2 separate regions of the Hordeum vulgare genome follow, and region 2 is linked to region 1. Evidence: chromatin contacts called from public Hi-C data. All regions are on one chromosome and are shown on one strand. The core of a region is the stretch at or near the end of the contact, and the rest is flanking DNA. Distances in the headings are between cores, read along the strand shown.

Region 1 (4,183 bases), core at 841-3,340:
CTCGTGCGCCTCTTGCGCTCCCCCAACACCACGCCGATCACAACATTTATATTGCATCAGTGAGCATCGGGACCCCTAAATCGGTCTTGGGAGCAGCATCACATTAATGTTTAGGCCAATCAAAATGCTCGGAGTGGGAGCACCAGTAAAGGCATGTACAATGGTGCTATTTTAGGAGTGCCATATATGATAGATGATGAGGTGGAGGAGAGAGAACTTAAAAAAAGGCCCCACCTTCTTTTACTTAAGAGAAGACAAGAGGTGATCTCTCAGCACAATATGTCTCATCATGTTTTTATGAATAGCTAATTATAGAAGGTAAGTCTAAGAGATGATTTATTATAGACTCTTTTTTTGATCATTTATAAATTATATATAAAATTTAAGATAAGACTATTTTATCAACCATTGTGCATGCCCTAAAGGTCGCCGGAGACGATGTGACGACAAAATGATCTAAGTGCGCTAATCGTACGTGGAGAGTCAAAATCGCCGTGGAGGCTCATATGTAGCAGAGTCTTGCTGTTTTTTATTATAGCTTAGATGTGATGTTACCATTCCTCCATTGAACAACTAATCAAGGTATTCTCTTCATGCGTTCTTTAATGTCCTTATTTTTTTAACGGTTCCTTAATGTCCTTATATCAACTACAACTGGGCACTCCAAAACGGCCTCAAATGCCCGAACGTACGGCTCGTTCATGAAAATTCGATCTAGATGGGCGCCCCAAACGTCCAGACTGACCGGCATCCCTCATATTCAACTTAAACATGGGACGGATATGGGGACGCCCGAAAGCGTCCAGTACGTCGGACTGATGATGAGATACCACGAGGTATTGCCTGAAAATCCAATGGTCCGACGGGCGTCTCCTTCGACGGGGTTGTGCGAACTCGGCGTGGCGCCGCTCCGGCTTGCCGCCCAAGGCCATATCCGGCTATTTAAGCCGGCCGACGTCCCCCAACCTTAACCCATCCACCTCCTCCCTCTTCGCATCGTCAGCCCGAACTCATCCATATCCTCCCTCTTTGCACCGCCAGCCCGAGCACATCCACTTCCTCTTTCCCGCTCTACCGCTCTTCCCACGCTCTCCGGTTTCATCATGGTCCGACAAAAAGATAACCACGTACGCCATGCTCACACGAGAGCACCGATACTAGATCAAGCAGGAGATCTGGGCGAGGCGCGCAACTCGCATTGCTACCGGGTTGCCTTTGGACTCGCCAGAGCCAAAGGAGAAGGAGGAGGAGGTGGCGGCAGAGGAGGAGGAGGAGGGAGACGAGCAACAGTCGACTTGAAGGTGGCGGATCCATAGGAGGATGAGGCGGAGCAGGAGCTGGCGCGGGCTCCGTGCTTTAACATGGAGGCCGTGGAGGCAGAGTTCGCCATCCCAACGGACAAGATGGCTGAGCAACAAGCCATCTTAGAGTCCATCCAGAATGAGGCCTATGTGGAGGCCAACCGATACTTCATCCGATAGGAGCGAGCGACGGCCGACGCTTTTTTCGCCAAACTCAGGGAGAAGATGGATGTGGAGGCCAACATGGAGGAATCGGAGCTGTAGATGTCGTTCATGTATCCGGAGCCGGGCACAAAGATATTTGACATCTTCAATGAGGATTGGGATAGTTGGTCTATATAGTACCTGGATTTTTTTCTTTCTTTACATGTTTTTGTAGGAATTTAAAATTTCTAGTATGAAGTATTCCGATGCAGATGAGCAAATTTGAGGACGGACCAATCACTGCTTGCACACGTGCCTGGACGGATTTGCCTCATCCGTCTGTACACGTTCTTATCAATAAAATAAAAAGAAACGCTTGTTAATGGGCCACATTACCCGGGCCAGCTGCTCGCTGCGTACCAATTTCGCCGGCACGCGGGTCCCACTCATCAGCCAGCAGCAGAATCCCGTCCCCGCAATCCCGTTTCTCGCTTCCCCTCCTCCAAGAAGAAGAAGAAGAGGAAAGCCGGCGACGAGTCAAGAGTCAAATCCCCGCGGCACCAACCACCTCCCCCCCCCCTCCCGCCGCAGCCAAACGCACACGAGCACGCCCAAATCGGCAACGACCAAATCCCCAAACCCTAGCGCGCCAATGCCCCGCTAGGCCCCTCCCACCCGACCCGACCCGATCGCCGGGCCGGCCATGGATCCGGGCGGGACGATGCTGCTGGAGGACTTCGGGCAGCGGGTGGACCTCACGCGGCGCATCCGCGAGGTGCTGGCCAACTACCCGGAGGGCACCACCGCGCTGCGGGAGCTCATCCAGAACGCCGACGACGCCGGGGCCTCGCGTGTCCGCCTCTGCCTCGACCGCCGCGCCCACGGCGCCTCCTCGCTGCTCGCCCCGGCGCTCGCGCAGTGGCAGGGCCCCGCCCTGCTCGCCCACAACGACGCTGCCTTCACCGACGACGACTTCGCCAGCATCTCCCGCATCGGCGGCAGCAAGAAGGCCTCCCAGGCCTGGAAGACCGGCCGCTTCGGGTATGTTCGCTACCTACGCTCTCTCCCTCTCGCTCTGCTTCGAGCTGCCAATTCCAATCTGAGCTTCCCCACTAGTAGAATTGGACTAGTGCGGCTTTGTGGTGTTTTGTGTTCTGATGCCATGACTGTTGCGATGTGCTCGAGGTGCATGATCACTGATAATTTGTAAGGGAATGTACCAATGTGCTTAGCAAGTTAGAGTGTTCCTCTGTTCCGTGATTAAGTTCAGTCTGAGTCCTGCACTTGTTACTCATTCTGCCATATCTGCATTTCTATCTGAAGCACAGATGGATGATAATGTTTTATTATAGTAGTTCTAGAAACCAGGGCCATGCGTTTAGTAAGTTGTTATCTATGCAGCTTCTGAAGCATGTTATTCGGACTGTTTTATTGATGCTCATGCCACCCCCGTAGTAACCCATGGTTTACGTTTCTGCAGCGTTGGTTTCAACTCGGTGTACCACTTGACCGACTTGCCATCGTTCGTGAGTGGCAAGTATGTTGTCATGTTTGATCCGCAGGGCGCTTACCTTCCAAATGTGTCGGCTGCAAATCCTGGAAAGCGCATAGACTATGTCAGTTCTACGGCACTTACATTGTACGGCGACCAGCTCTCGCCCTATCGTGCATTTGGCTGCGACATGAAAGCGCCATTTCAAGGAACCTTGTTCCGTTTCCCTTTGAGGAATGCTGAGCAAGCATCCTCTAGCCGGTTGTCAAGACAAGTGTACACGGAGGATGATATCTTATCTCTTTTCGCTCAACTCTACGAAGAAGCTGTATACAACTTGCTTTTTCTTAAAAATGTCCTCGCGCTTGAAATGTATGTGTGGGAACCTGATATGAGTGAGCCAAAAATAGTATACTCTTGTGCCTTACGATCACAGGATGGCAAATTGTCATGGCATCGCCAAGCTCTAATCAGGTTCTCTGGCACTTCTGCTGAATCCATTGAGCAGAAGATAGACTCATTCTCCATGGATTTTGTATCGGAGGCATTCCTAGGGAACAAGTTTGAGAAAAAGAGCCATACCTATTTTATTGTACAGGGAATGGCATCTGCATTAAGTAAAATAGGTATTTTTGCAACTGATGCTGCCAAGGAATATGATCTTCACCTACTGCCCTGGGCTTCTGTTGCTGCTTGCATCTCCAAAGTGGAGCCTGAGGTAATGCGTGATTCATTTTCACTTTACTAGCCCAGACTAGCCATGTCCCTGTAGCTATGTTGAAATTGCTTTTTGTTCAGTTTACGAACCATGGACATAATTTTTTCCCTTCGACATGTTTCCTGCTTTTAATCGACTCGTGATTATAGTAGTTGTTATTAATGCATGCCTTGTTAATGGAATGGAACCTGTGAATGTGATTGTGTGAACTTGTTTGTTTTCATCTGATTTTGCACTTAAACTAGCAAGATGTGTACGTGACCACATCTCATAGAATTGCAGGTAATTTCTGGCCTATTAGCTGTGGCTAATGTAGTGACCATTTCTTTCATGGGTATGCTCTTCGGTAGTTTGGTGGCAGCAGCTGGGCCTTACATGTTATCTGCTGTTGCTTTATTGAAACAAAATTCACATCAACAACAATGCCTTTATTATGTAAAAGAGTGGTTCCGTATACTCTGTAGTTGTTTTCTTTTTTGTTCAGTGATGAAGTCTGCATCTATGCACTTCAATGACGAGACATAGTTT
Region 2 (4,361 bases), core at 1,017-3,516, 320 kb before region 1:
GACTACCCGCATGCAACAACTAAAGGCTTGTTCGGTTAATCCCTCCCAAGAGGGAATTGGAGAGGATCGGAGGGGATTGAGGTGGAATTTGACTTGTAGGGGATTTAATCCCTCTAAATCCCCTCCAAACCCCTTCAAATCTGAAGGAACCGAACAAGGCCTAATGGAGATCACCAGTGGCATTGTATGTCTACAAAGAAGATATTGTACTTACACTGCCACAAGCTGACACAGGGTTATCGATCTGTTCTGCAGTCAGCCCCAGCTTCTCCACCTTCTGCTCAGCCTCGGCCCTGCCACAACTGCAGTTCTTGCATGCCTTCTTTGTGGCTCCCACCTCACAATCTCCAACTGATGAAACAACAGCCAACCATTTTATAGGCATCTAAACCTAAACTGAACATCTTCACAAAGTTAAACAGAGTAGGAGGGTTTGTTGGCTATACCAACTGGAAGCTGTGGTTTCTTCAAGTCCTCCTCGGTCAAGAGGCTGTCTTCATCAATCAGTTCGTCATCATCGTCAATTTCAATCTTTGGAAGAGCCCTTACTGCTTTCTTCAGGGGGAAGGATGAGCCCATACTCCAGGATGGCTTCTTTGCCTTGATCTGCAAGTGATCAGAGTCAAGACTCGTCAATAGAGAAATAGCATGCACACACAGCAGCCTTAACAAGGTGTGGCATACTCACGGTAACAGATTGCACGCTATCCTGCGAGCTTGTAGCAGAAGCTTGCACTTCAACAAAACCACCCATGAGTAGCTGGCGCTCGATATAATTGTTTGGCTAATGCAGAGGCAAATAGAAAATCAGTTTGTGCTGAATTTAACATTACAAGACAGTGGATATGAGCAAAAACAGACACATAATTTACCTTCTGATCAGTGGAGGGTGTGAAGCTCTGTACCAGCACAATTCCACCAGCTTTCAGCACTCGGCTAATTTCAGCAACCAACTTATCCCCAAAGCTCTCCACATTTTTTATGACAGAAAGAACAGAACCCACGGACGCGTCATCAAAAGGCAACTTCCCACCTGACCCGTTTAGACAATAAATGTATAAATCAGACTTATAACAAAATGAATTTTAATATTTTATACAAGGATATGGCATATTAAAGCATAGCATAATAAAAAACAAATCCAACTTACTAAACTAAGTGTTTACTTCCCCAGCTTCTGAGACACAATGGATGGTCTGTTGACACTACAGATTCTGACTAAATTACATAGTGTGTATGGGAAAACATTAAAGTACATCAATGGGTAGCCTCATAGGGAACAAATTTTCCCTCAATTTCTTTCGCAATTATAACGAAAATACCAACCTACTTTTTTGTTTCCCGTTTCTCAATTGGTAGCGAGTATGTGTTTTGTGTGTATTCTTATATTTTAAAGATGGACAGGTAGAGCGACACCTAAGAACTGGCCAATTAGCATGCAAGGCAAAGGTAAACTCTAATCAAGCATATCAGGAATTCAGAAGTGCGCATAAATTGATTGAAACTGAACTGCGGCGAAGCTGCAACACAAGACCAAATTAGGACCAGCACACAGGCGGTGCGCTGATAAGGAAGGGGCAACCCCAAATCTGATCGTAACCTATCCCTTAAGAAAAAATTACCACCTTAAGACCAAATTAGGACTAGCATGCGTAGAGCAGCGCTCGGGTTAGCAAAGATTGTCGTATACTCGTATGTAGAATAACTCGGGCTAGCAAGGGGCAATCCAAAACAAAATCTGATGGGAAACTAGTGCTCGAGAAATATCATCCGCCCTCTTGTCTGGTTTTACAATCTGAAAGATGGGCGCGGGCCCTAACCCTAGCATAGCGCGTACGCGCGGGCGCGGCGGCTTGGGGTTGGGTAGCACTAGCAGGGGGTGAAGGAGGGTGTTACCGAGCGTGGCGCACTGCGTGATGACGACGACCTCCTCCCGCGAGACCCCGGCGGCGGCCGCCAGGTCCGCCACCGCGCGGAGCGGCAGGGCCAGCTCGTCCGTCACCGCGAGCGCCGCCGCAGCCGTCGCCATGGACCGAACGGGATCGGGTCGGGTCGAATCGAATCGCCTGCGGCCCCTGCGAGCGAGAAGGCGGAGAGGGGAGGTGGGGGTCAGACGAACGGACGGCGATGGCGGCCGGACCGGATGGTAAAACGGATGGATGGATGGGTTGATGGATCTGAGGAGGCGGGGAAGAAGAGGAGGAGGAAATCCCGTGGGCGAGAGGGGAAGGGGAATTCGGGTTTTGGTCGCGTGCCGGCTCTCGAAGCTTCCGTGACGCGGCGGCGCGTTTTTTTCTTTTTCTTTTTTGATGATCGGTAATAAAACGCTTTATTTTTAGGGAGGTAATAAAACGCTTTATATTGATCATCAAAAGGTATTCAAGCCACCCATGGCGACCCCTGCCAAGCAAAACTGAAAATTTAACCAAATTATGAGCTTTCTTTTGTTTGTTTTTTTTCCTTCGTACTCCCTTCGTCTAAAATAAGTATCTCAACTATATACTCTCTTCGTCCTAAGGTTCTTATATTAGGTCTGTCCATAAATGGATGTATATCTAAATACTAAAACATGACTAAATATATCCATGTCTAGACAAACCTAAGACAAGAATTTTAAGACGGAGAGAGTACTAATATGTTGAGAGACTTATTTTGGAACGAAGTGAGTATACAATATCACGGACCTGAAAAAATATTTGATTTTCCTTGATCTCATTCATTTTGAGAGACTTATTTTGGAACGAAGTGAGTATACAATATCACGGACTTGGAAAAGCATTTGATTCTCCTTGATCTCATGAAAGATAGTGTCGTTCTTGCCACGAGCAGCATGCTTTTATGCCCTCCACTACCCCTTTGTTGTGGCATGCAATAATAATTTTGCGAAGATCTAGGTCCAAGGCTAGTGCTTGAGCTTTTCGGCAAGCTAAGGTCTCCAAACAAGAAGGGGCTATGATTTTAGTACATACCAACGACGAGGAGCCTAGGAACCGGCCTAGGTTGTCCCTCCACACAGCGGCGGCAGAAGCACAAGTGGTGTCATCATGTTCCCTCCAACAATGTTGATTTTGACCATACCTGCTATCGGAGGTTTCCACTTTTGGGGTTACCTGGTTGACGGCACACGAACTGTGTTATTCGTAACTTCTCTGATCTCTTGCAACTCTGATATGAAACACTACACAAAGAGGTGAGTAGCACGGTGGTTCTGGAAATTTGATTCGTGAATCACCTTTCACCTCGCTGACCATGTGGCCCAAACCGTGAATGGCAATAGCAAAAATTGATCATGTGAGAGTGCTTCAATCATCGCAAACATCCACTGCTTCGCTGATGGTTTGGTTGTGGCAATTAGATGTTCAGTGAGATCCTTATGGGTCAAGGCCCAAATGCATCTCGAAGACGAGCACTCAAGCAAAGAATGACGCCAAGAATCTGTAGCTCCGCATAACTGACAATTATCAGTGTGGGACATTTTCAAACGTTTTGCGAACATGTTCGGTGGGGATTGCTTGCTTTGATAGTCTCCGTAGGAAATTTCGAATCTTCCCGAGGACCTGCATATGCCAAAGCTTCTTCCATCGTCCTTCCTTTGCCGCCCCATTGGAATTGGAAGTGCTGGCGCGGCTCTTGAGCCATGATTTGCGCCTTCATTTGGTGTTTGCAAGCATCTGTACGAGGACTTCACGGGGAAATATGTTCCTGTGACAGCCCGATGCCGACGATCCAGAAGATTCCCCTTTCTTTATGTTTTCGTCGTGTGTCTATTTTCTTTTGTCGCATCATCTGCATTGCATCGGCATCTCCGTTGTCGCCAGTTTTCAAAAGTTGCATCCGTTGTTAGTTGCCGGTTCTCGTCGTTGTCCGTTCCGAGCCCGACCACACACGCACGCGCCCGCGGCAACGTCAAAATCTTGTTTTCAAAAGTGTGTTTTAAAACTTTCCCTGTTTGGGTTGGAACTTGGCGTGCGGTCGTAATTAGTTGTAACTAGGCCGCCTATCAAGTTTCATCGCAATCGAAGTCCGTCTGGTACCCGAACAATCGACCGTAGCGGCACCGTACTCAGTCTATCGTTGGACGTTTTCCGGTATTTTAAATCTCGTTGCCGGGATGCCCGTTTTCCCTCTCATCTCCGCCTAGCCTCTCTGCATAGTGCACCGACCCTACACGCAACCTAGTCCGAAAACCTCCCGGTACCCGAAACACACGGTCGTAACCGTTGGGTCCGGATCAACCCTGTTTTACCACAAACCGCCTTCGGTTTGTCAATTGATCTCCCTAACCTATTTATATTAACCGTCCGATCTAGAATCGGAGGGCTCTAATTAGACCTCATTTAGACCCGTTTGCTATTTGTATG

Evidence for each region. Hi-C and Micro-C count contacts between places; a contact is called where the count stands out from the background.
Region 2: a contact with region 1 is called in a Hi-C map of leaf, with 2.2 times the contacts expected there. The contact joins the promoter of LOC123428369 here to the promoter of LOC123428364 in region 1. A contact is called at or near these places in 2 of 6 Hi-C or Micro-C datasets (leaf and seedling).

What each region holds. Positions count from the first base shown.
Region 1 is chr2H:648,073,057-648,077,239 of MorexV3_pseudomolecules_assembly, reverse strand. LOC123428364 (sacsin) reads left to right here and starts at 2,090. Exons shown (of 14, transcript XM_045112564.1): 1 at 2,090-2,486; 2 at 2,926-3,655. The coding sequence starts at 2,149.
Region 2 is chr2H:648,389,252-648,393,612 of MorexV3_pseudomolecules_assembly, reverse strand. It overlaps LOC123428369 (anamorsin homolog), which reads right to left and starts at 2,266. Exons shown (of 7, transcript XM_045112567.1): 1 at 1,897-2,266; 2 at 873-1,033; 3 at 689-784; 4 at 447-606; 5 at 215-351. The coding sequence starts at 2,029.